Linked DNA regions of Sus scrofa: region 1 is linked to region 2. Evidence: chromatin contacts called from public Hi-C data. All regions are on one chromosome and are shown on one strand. The core of a region is the stretch at or near the end of the contact, and the rest is flanking DNA. Distances in the headings are between cores, read along the strand shown. Region 1 holds the start of VLDLR (very low density lipoprotein receptor). Region 2 holds the start of PUM3 (pumilio homolog 3).

The links. Hi-C and Micro-C count contacts between places; a contact is called where the count stands out from the background.
Region 1: a contact with region 2 is called in a Hi-C map of skeletal muscle, with 3 times the contacts expected there. The contact joins the promoter of VLDLR here to the promoter of PUM3 in region 2. A contact is called at or near these places in 4 of 47 Hi-C or Micro-C datasets (embryonic fibroblasts, fetal heart ventricle, heart right ventricle and 1 more) and 2 of 2 datasets of contacts at active chromatin or transcription factors (alveolar macrophages and skeletal muscle).

What each region holds. Positions count from the first base shown.
Region 1 is chr1:219,207,409-219,211,839 of Sscrofa11.1, reverse strand. It overlaps VLDLR (very low density lipoprotein receptor), which reads left to right and starts at 2,134. Exons shown (of 18, transcript NM_001199890.1): 1 at 2,134-2,215. The coding sequence starts at 2,134.
Region 2 is chr1:218,992,363-218,996,494 of Sscrofa11.1, reverse strand. It overlaps PUM3 (pumilio homolog 3), which reads right to left and starts at 2,356. Exons shown (of 18, transcript XM_001927669.7): 1 at 2,235-2,356.

The DNA of each region.
Region 1 (4,431 bases), core at 885-3,384, 220 kb before region 2:
TACCATCATACCTAATGCCTGTTAGGTGAACAACACCTGCATGCATCTTCACTACTAAGGGCATAAAACAGAGTTCAACTCCATTCCACATGCAACATGTGTACGGCTGCTGCACTTTGTAGCAAATGTGTAACCACAGGTGAGAAAAATAGCAGTTCTAAAAGAACTATAGGGCAAGACTCCACCAAAACACTGTCAAACCCTGCAGGCTGGTCTGGATATCCTCTGGCCTCACCAAGGTGTATCCTGACCTGGAATTTTCCCTCTCATATGTTTCCTGGATACAGTCAGTTCCTAATAAACATCCCATCCCACGGCTAGCCTTGACAAATGCCCTGGAGCACCAGAAGAAGGAAAACACAACTAGGCAGGAGCCCTCTGCTTCTCAGATCACCAACAGAAGAGCACCAGAGCTGGTGCTATTTCAATCAGCAGAGTTTGAGTCATTCAACACACAAAACAACTTTTAAAAAATACATAAATACTTTAAGAAGATGAAATAGCTCCGTGTGCTCTCCCAGTCTGGTTAGATGCTTAACAGCCCACAGAAGACAATGCACCTCAACCAGGGGAAATTGTGCAAGAAAACCGAAGTACACAAAAAGCAAATTACAGGCTCAGTATTGCCAGGCACAAAACAGGAATCAATCCTTTACAGGAATCTTGCCTTTGCTTCCTTATTTTTTTCTTTCCTTAAGCCTCATAATTGAATGTTGCAAACTACATCAAGAAGAATCAACCTGCAGGTTTCCCCTCCCCCAACAAGAAAAGGTTAAGCTTCTAATTACAGGCCCTCCAACCATTATTTTGTGCAATTAGCAATTAACTATAATCGTTGATGAGAGAATGTAGAGCTGCACTACTGATATCCCTCCTCCTCATCCTAGACTGGGTTATTTTAGTCGCGTTCTATTTCAGAGGACTAACCACAACCGCGCGCGCACACTCTCCTTACACATGCTCTCACTTAAAGACACAGTTAATTTTTAGCAAAAATGGCATCTCAGCGTGCGCCTAAGATGATGTGGGGCATCCCCTACCCCACATCAGAATAGCCCAAACGTTTAGACCCACTCCTCTTCATCACTTTTAGGTGGAGAGAGGAGGCCCAAGGAAGAAGCTACCTACCAGCCTCATAATAGCAGCCGTTCTTTGGGGCGCAGGAGAGGGTGGTAGAGAGATGCTTGTTGCCCCTGAAAGCTGCAAGTCCCCCACCCCCCCGCCCGGGCTGTAAGCCCCGTTAGGGGGAAGGCGGTGGCAATAGCCTCAGTGGTTGCATCAGTGCTAACTGCTGCTGCTGCTGCTGCTGCTGCATTTACTGTTGGCGACTGCCGGGAAGGTACTGTAATGACTGTAGGGAGCGCACAGCTGCTGCGGCGGCAGGTTCCCGGGATCAGGAAATTAGGGCAGGCACCGGGGATTGGAGGCGAGGGCGGCGCGCGAGCCAACCAGCGACCGCCCCGGGCCCCCGTGAGCCCCGGGCGGACGCGCTGAGCAGCCGGATCTCAGGAGCAGTCCCGGCGGCAGCGGCGGCCACGGCCACGGCCACGGCCACTCACGCTCCAGCACATACTCTCACACCCCCCAGAGCAGACACCTGGCCACCCCGAGCTTTTAAGAGGAGCTCGTAGAGTGCGAAGGAGGGCTGAGGCCGCCGCGCCCGCCCCTACCCCCGCCGCCGCCGCCCGCGCCCCGCTGACCACTCCCCCTCCTGCCCCCTCCTCGCTCCTCACCCCGCGCTCCAGCAGCCGCCAGTGTGGGTGCTCCGCGGTCGGCTTCTCTCTCTTCTGTCTTCTCGGCCCTCCTCCCCACCCCCTCTCCCTTTCTCCCCTCCTCTTCCCTCCCCTCCTCTGCAGCGCCTGCATTATTTTCTGCCCGCGGGCTCGGCTTGCACAGCCGCTGCAGCCGGGGGAGGTGGGTGGGTGGGTTGGTGGGTGGGGAGGAGATTGTGCAAGTTGTAGGGGAGGGGGTGCCCTCTTCTTCCCTGCTCCCTTTACCCCCTTCTAACTCCTTCCCCTCCTCCCCCTCCCCCTCCTCCCTCCCCGCCCCCACCTCCTTCCTCCTTTCCGAAGGGCTGGTAACTTGTTGTGCGGAGCGAGCGGCGGCGGCGGCACCACCATCCAGGCGGGCACCATGGGCACGTCCGCGCGCTGGGCGCTCTGGCTGCTGCTCGTGCTGTGCTTGGCGCCCCGAGAAAGCGGCGCCACTGGAGCGGGTGAGTGAGGACGCGCCCCTCCGCGGGCTGCCCAGACCCAGCCGAGGTGCTGGGGGCCCCCCCCCCGCCGAGGAGCGGGTCTCCTTTTGCCCACCCCCCCTCCTAGGAGGCGCCTCTCCGCTCTCGTCGCCTTCTTTCTCTCCCCACCCTGGTGGCGCCTCTGAGCTGACTGTCAGCACCTCGGCTACCGGGAGCCGGGCTGGGGGGACAGTGGGGTTTGGGGTGTCCTAAAGCCTGGCCCGAACTATCTTCATTCCCCTACACTCCCTCCCCCAAGGCCACTGCTTTGCCTCATTTTTCACCCTGCTGGGCCGGGGATGGGGAATGTGGGCTTCTGAGCCATTGAACAATGGTTCTGTCTCCTCTGCCAGGCGGAGTGTTAGGAAGGAGGCAGAGGGCCGGGTGGGCCGAGACGTGCGCGGCAGCTCCCGGCGCGCTCCTCCGACTTAAGCGAGGGTGGGAGGGGGCGGTGGATGAGGATGGGCGCCTGCGAGAACGCTGGGCGCTGGGTGCCGGCCGGGGCTAGGGTCTCCCTCGGTGGTGAGAGGGCGCGCGATCTGTGGGCTGCTGCGGGGAGTCTCCGCCGAGCGTCGAGAAGTGCGCAGCCTGCGCACCCGGACTGCGACTCCCCAGGCGCCGGGCCGTCTCTCTGGAGTGCGGGTTAGATGACTAGTGAGGCTTGAAATAGGACTCCCTCCCCCAGCTCTAGATAGTTCTCCCCTCTCCCCTTTCCACTCTCTGGGCCGCGTTTATAAACCTCTCGGGTCTCCAAGATAGCAGAACGAGGGAGGGGAGTGGAAAGAAGACTTAATCAGGTTAGTTTGCTGAGCCTCGTTCCCGGTGAGATTTCCTCGAGAGGAATCGAGTCCTAATCTAGTGACTGTAATTAGCCTTCATTCTAAACAATACATCAAAGGGAGCAGCGCGAGAACTGGGAGAGCTGGTGTGTGACTGTAGTTTGTTGGGGAGGGCGGTGGTGACTACTGTCAGGTCCCCAGGGTCTGCCGCACTGGGCCTGGGAGCCCTGTGCTCAGCCACTCTCCCACTTGGGGCCGCACAACTTTCCCAGGCAGGCGACAGGAAGCCCTTCTCAGAAGATTCCGTGAGGATCCTGGCGAGTCTCTGAATTGACCTGGAAAGGACACTGAGGGGCTGGCTCGCCAGGTCTGGGGAATTGGCAAACTGCCCCGTCCTATGTACCCATTCCAGAGACCCTAGCTCTTGTGTCCCCAGTGGCGTTGGAGGCCTGCCTGCCTGCCTGCCTGCAGTCACGTGTCTTCTGAAGTGAGAGCGAACTTTAAAGCGTCCAGGCAGCCTCTCAAGCAATACTTGGGGACTTGAGCCTCCGAAAGCCCCTTGCCCTTAGATGCCAGTTGTCCGGAGCGTGAGAAGCTGGGACGGGCTTTTCTGCGCTCTGCGATTGGCTGGCCGCCCGATCACGTTTCGGTTGGTCACATGGCTCCCAGACTCATAATTTAGCAGCCTGAGAAATGTTATCTTTAAGGGAACATAAAAAACGGACAGGCTCCAATGGACTGTTCTCTCAAATGCTTTCCCCTGCCTGTGCGCCTTGAAAAGGGCGCGTGCGTAGCAAAGATGGCCTGTGATGTGTAACAAAACTGAGAACTTGGAGTATCCCTGCTTAGGAAAGTTTTCAGACGCTAACATTAATCATTAATGGATGAGCAGTACTAACTTATTAAGCGATTTCTCAGACTAGTGCCCTGACTTGCATTACACCTTTCATATCATTTCAGAAGACTAAGATATACCAGAAACTACTGATCATTGTGCAGGAAAAAAGGAGAAAGGATTTTTTTTTTTTTTTTTTTTTTTTTGCTGTGTGTTCTCTTCATATTCTTTTTTTTTCCTGTTAAAATTTTTTCTGTTAAAATTTTTTTTATATTCTTTTAATTTAACATATAACTTTCCATTGGGGATGTCTTTGTCCTATAGAATACTAGGAATGCATCTAAATTGTAGAAGTAAGTTAGTTGAAGCCATATGTTCACCTTGTATTAGGTAGGCGAGCATGGTTTTTCTTCTCTAGTTCGTGAATGAAGTGCCATGAACAGCAGATAACAGAAGCCCATAAAAATGCTGGTCTAAAATCCTCTAGGACAGGGCAGGTGTTCTTTAGGATGCTAGCAAGGAAGTTAAATTAGGCTAACGAGAAGTTACAATTCAATAGTGGAGTATACCTGATGGTAAAAAAA
Region 2 (4,132 bases), core at 1,107-3,606:
AATTTTACTCCCTCAGTATTCTCTTTCAAATATTGGAGCCAAACTTTAAAGCCATTCTCTATCAAAATACATCCTACTCATCCTTCAAATCCAGCCTAAATTATAATTACTTATCATACTTATCATTCCTCCTTCAAACGCCTTCTTTCTCTTTCAAATGATTCTCTTTATTCCTATGACTTTTTTTTTTTTTTTTTTGCTTTTTAGGTCCACACCAATGTTAGTTTCTAGGCTAGGGGTCGAATTGGAGCTATTGCTACAAGCCTGCACCACAGCAACGTCAAATCCAAGCCACGTCTATGACCTACACCACAGATCGCAGCAATGCTGGATCCCCAACCCACTGAGCAAGGCCAGGGATTGAACCTGCATCTTCATGGATACTAGTCAGATTTGTTTCTGCTGCACCACAACGGGAACTCCCTATGACACATTTTAATATATGTGCTGCTGAAGAGAGCACTCCTATGACACATTTTGATGGCCTTCTTATAACTTGACACGTTGGACTTGAAATGTATGGAATATCTACAGACTATGTGCTAGAAAGCTAAGGGATTTTTTTAAAACTATATACCCAAAATAAATAAATAAAAATGTAATACAGCAGAGGAGACAGGCAAGCAGAAAACTAAAACACAACATAGTTAAGCATTCTAACTGAAGTATATAAAAAGTGTTCAAAAAGCCACAGAGCTGAGAGAGCCCAATTCTGCCTTCTGAAGGAAAATAACAGGTTTCCCAGAGATAGAGGAACGTGTGATTGATCTTTACTCCTTTTGGCGGTCAGGTTCAGCATTGCACTTTGAAAGTACTGACCATTGAAAACCCAACTTCTAAATGCTGGCATTCCTCAAGTCTTCTCTCTATACACATCTCTCAAGGGGATTTCATCCAGTCCCATGGCTTTCTGTGCTGGACCCTTAAATTATTTCTCCCTTAGGAGTATCTTCTTGGACTCCAGACACGTATTGGAGTATCTTCTTGGACTCCAGACATGTATTCTAACTACCCACTTGAAACTTCCATTTATGTGTCTAATAAGCATCTTACACTTAACGTATACAAAATATAATTCTTTATATGTCTGCAGCACCTCAGTCACAGCTGTGGCTCAGATTCAACCCCTCGCCTGGGAACTTTCACATGCTGTGGGTGTAGCCAAAAAACAAAAAAAAAACAAACACTCCGCCTGGAAACAAAAATGTCCTCATCTATTTTTCCCCATTTCAGCATTGGCTCATCACCCACTCCAGTGGTCAAGTAAGAAGAGGAAACCCAAGATTTACCTGTGATAGTTTGTCTCCCTTGTCTGCTACATTCAATCCTTCACTAAGTCCTCTTAAATCCCCTTTAGTAACTTTAACTGACCCTCTAACCCTCCAACTTCAATCTCCACTACCACCACCCTGATCCAAACCATCGTCAATAATCTCTATATAATACATTCTATATGAAATACACTACATAATTATACAGACTATATAATAACTACACGCACTATATAATAATACAAATTACTACACATTATCTGAAGAGAACCGGGACCTGCTTCTCCCTTGCTTGTAAGTTTTCACTGTGTTGTACAAATGGGAATATTCTCCCATTGTAAAGAAAATCCATACTCCTAGCAAGCACTGACTCCCAAGCCCTACAGAACCTCCCACCCACCCATTTAACTTTGTCTTGTATCGCTGTACTTCTGGCTCACTACTCTGGCTTCGCTTCTACAGTTTCCACCTGAAGGACTTAGCCCAAGTTACTGTCTCTGCTGAAAGTGGTTTTCCCTGCGCTTCCAGATCCCAGGGTGGCCTCTTGTCATGCTCTGGATCTCGGCTTACTTCCCCCAAACACCCCCATCCTCCAGCTGAGCACTAAATTCGTTTCCCTCCCAACGCTTACAACTTGCAACCGTACATTCAGAGTGTAAACTGGGCACCCAGTCAAATATATGACAGAAAAGCTGAAAGCTACTAGCACACGCTGGGATTTTAGAGGCTGAAGGTAGTTCAAGTTAACCCAGCATTCTCAAGACAGCGAGATAGGGAGAGAAGTAAACCTGCTTTGGCAGTCAGGCTCCCATAAGACCTAAAACTCCCAGAGTAGAAAAAGCCATAGAAGATCAACCGGCGGATGACAGATGTGAACACCTCTATCCGAGAGACCCTCCCACTCCAGCGCCGGCGAGGGAACAAAGCCCTCCCGGGATCTGCAGCGGAGCGCGCTACACTCACCACACACGTGCGGGTCCGGGAAGCACGGGTCCTGGACCCACCGCGAGGACTTCCGCTTCCTAGCCCAGCCCCGCCCCTGTCTCCCTTTACCTTCTTCCGCAGCGGCGCTACGGTTAAGGGGAGGGAATTATCCAGAAAAACGGAAATTCGGCGTTGCTATTGGTCCGCTCTTACTTATATCTCATCGAGAGGCGCGAGGACTGAGCCACAAAGAGTTTTGGCCCTGGAAAGGACCCGTGGGGCGAAGACGGGATAACGGCTCCTGAAAGTGACGTCATTAACCCTGTCTTTCCCGGGAGGAGCTGGAGCTTTTCGCAAGGGCTCACCAATTGTGGCAGCGGAGAACTTGGCGCCACTAAACTGTAGGGGGAATTGAGGCTTAAACAGTTAAGAATTTTAGAATGGTTCATTCGCATCCTTTCTGGTATTCTAGAGGGGAGGATTAAAGGGATATGTCCGGAATCGGCTTGTATTGCGATCTCGGCTTTTTCTTCTGCTTGTTAGCTGCGTGGCTTACGACAAATGGCTGAATTTCTTTGAACCTTGGTTACTTGATCAAATAGCGATGGCTGTCATGTATGGAAAAAGCCTAGTACAGTGAATGATTGATAAATGTTTAACATTTTAAACGTCTGCCCTTCCGTCCAGAATGCAGTTATCCCACTATCCACTTAAGGAGATGAGACTGTAGTTAGGCTGCTACCTCATTTTGCAGGTGCAATGGGGTCAAACTTGGTCCGGTCAAACAACAGAATTTATTCTCTAATTGTTCTGGAGGCTAGAAGTTGGAAATCATGCTGTTAGAGAGTTTGTGCACCTTCTTCAGCCTCTAGGGAACAACTTTGTGCCTCTTTCCGCTTCTTGCGGTTCCAGACTTTCCTTGGCTTGGGCCGCTCCAGTCTCTGCCTCTGTCTTCACATGACTTTTTCTTCTATGTTTTCTCCTTTCCTATGTGTTTGTTTTTTTTTTTTTTTTCTTTTTTCTTTCTTTCTTTTTTTTTTTTTTTTTTTTGTCTTTATGTCTTTTCTAGGGCTGCACCCCCAGCATGTGGAGGTTCCCAGGCTAGGGGTCTAATCGGAGCTGTAGACACCCGGCCTACACCGGAGCCACAGCCACCCCCACGCCAGATCCGAGCCGCGTCTGCGACCTACACCACAGCCTACCGCAACGCCGGATCCTTAACCCACTGAGCGAGGCCAGGGATCAAACCCACAACCTCATGGTTCCTAGTCGGATTCGTTATCCACTGAGCCATCCTTTTCTATGTGTTGTAAAGGCACTTGTCTGTTTATTGAATTTAGGATCCCTCAGGATAATCAGGGATGATCACATTTAGATGTCTTTACTTAATTACATATGCAAAAATCTTTTCCCCAAATAAGGTCATTTTCATAGATTCTGCAGGAAGGGACACCAACATATCCTAAGCTCACTTAAGTCTCATAAGAAGTTAAGTAGGTCTTTCCCCCTCATGTTATGGAGAAAGGGAAGACATTCATTAATTTTGATCCAGATTCAAATTCAACCTGGCTGCCTCTGGACTACTTTCTGTAATTGATTATTTCTCCAGTAAAAGCTCAAGAGAAGAGACTGTAGAATGAGAATTGCAGGAGGTCCATCAGCAGTGCTTATTAGGCAAATAATATGGTATGTGCTAGGCAATTTTTTTTAATAATAATAAAATCTTCATAAATACACCTACCTGGAAGGGATGCATTTACATTTTCAACACCACAGGGAGTTCCCCTTGTGGCTCAGCGGGTTAAGAACCTGACTAATATCCATGAGGATGCAGTTTAGATCTCTGGCTTTGTTCAGTGATTAAGGATCTGGCATTGCTGTGAGCTGTGGTATAGGTCACAGACATGGCTCAGATCCTGAGTTGCTGTGGCTCTGAT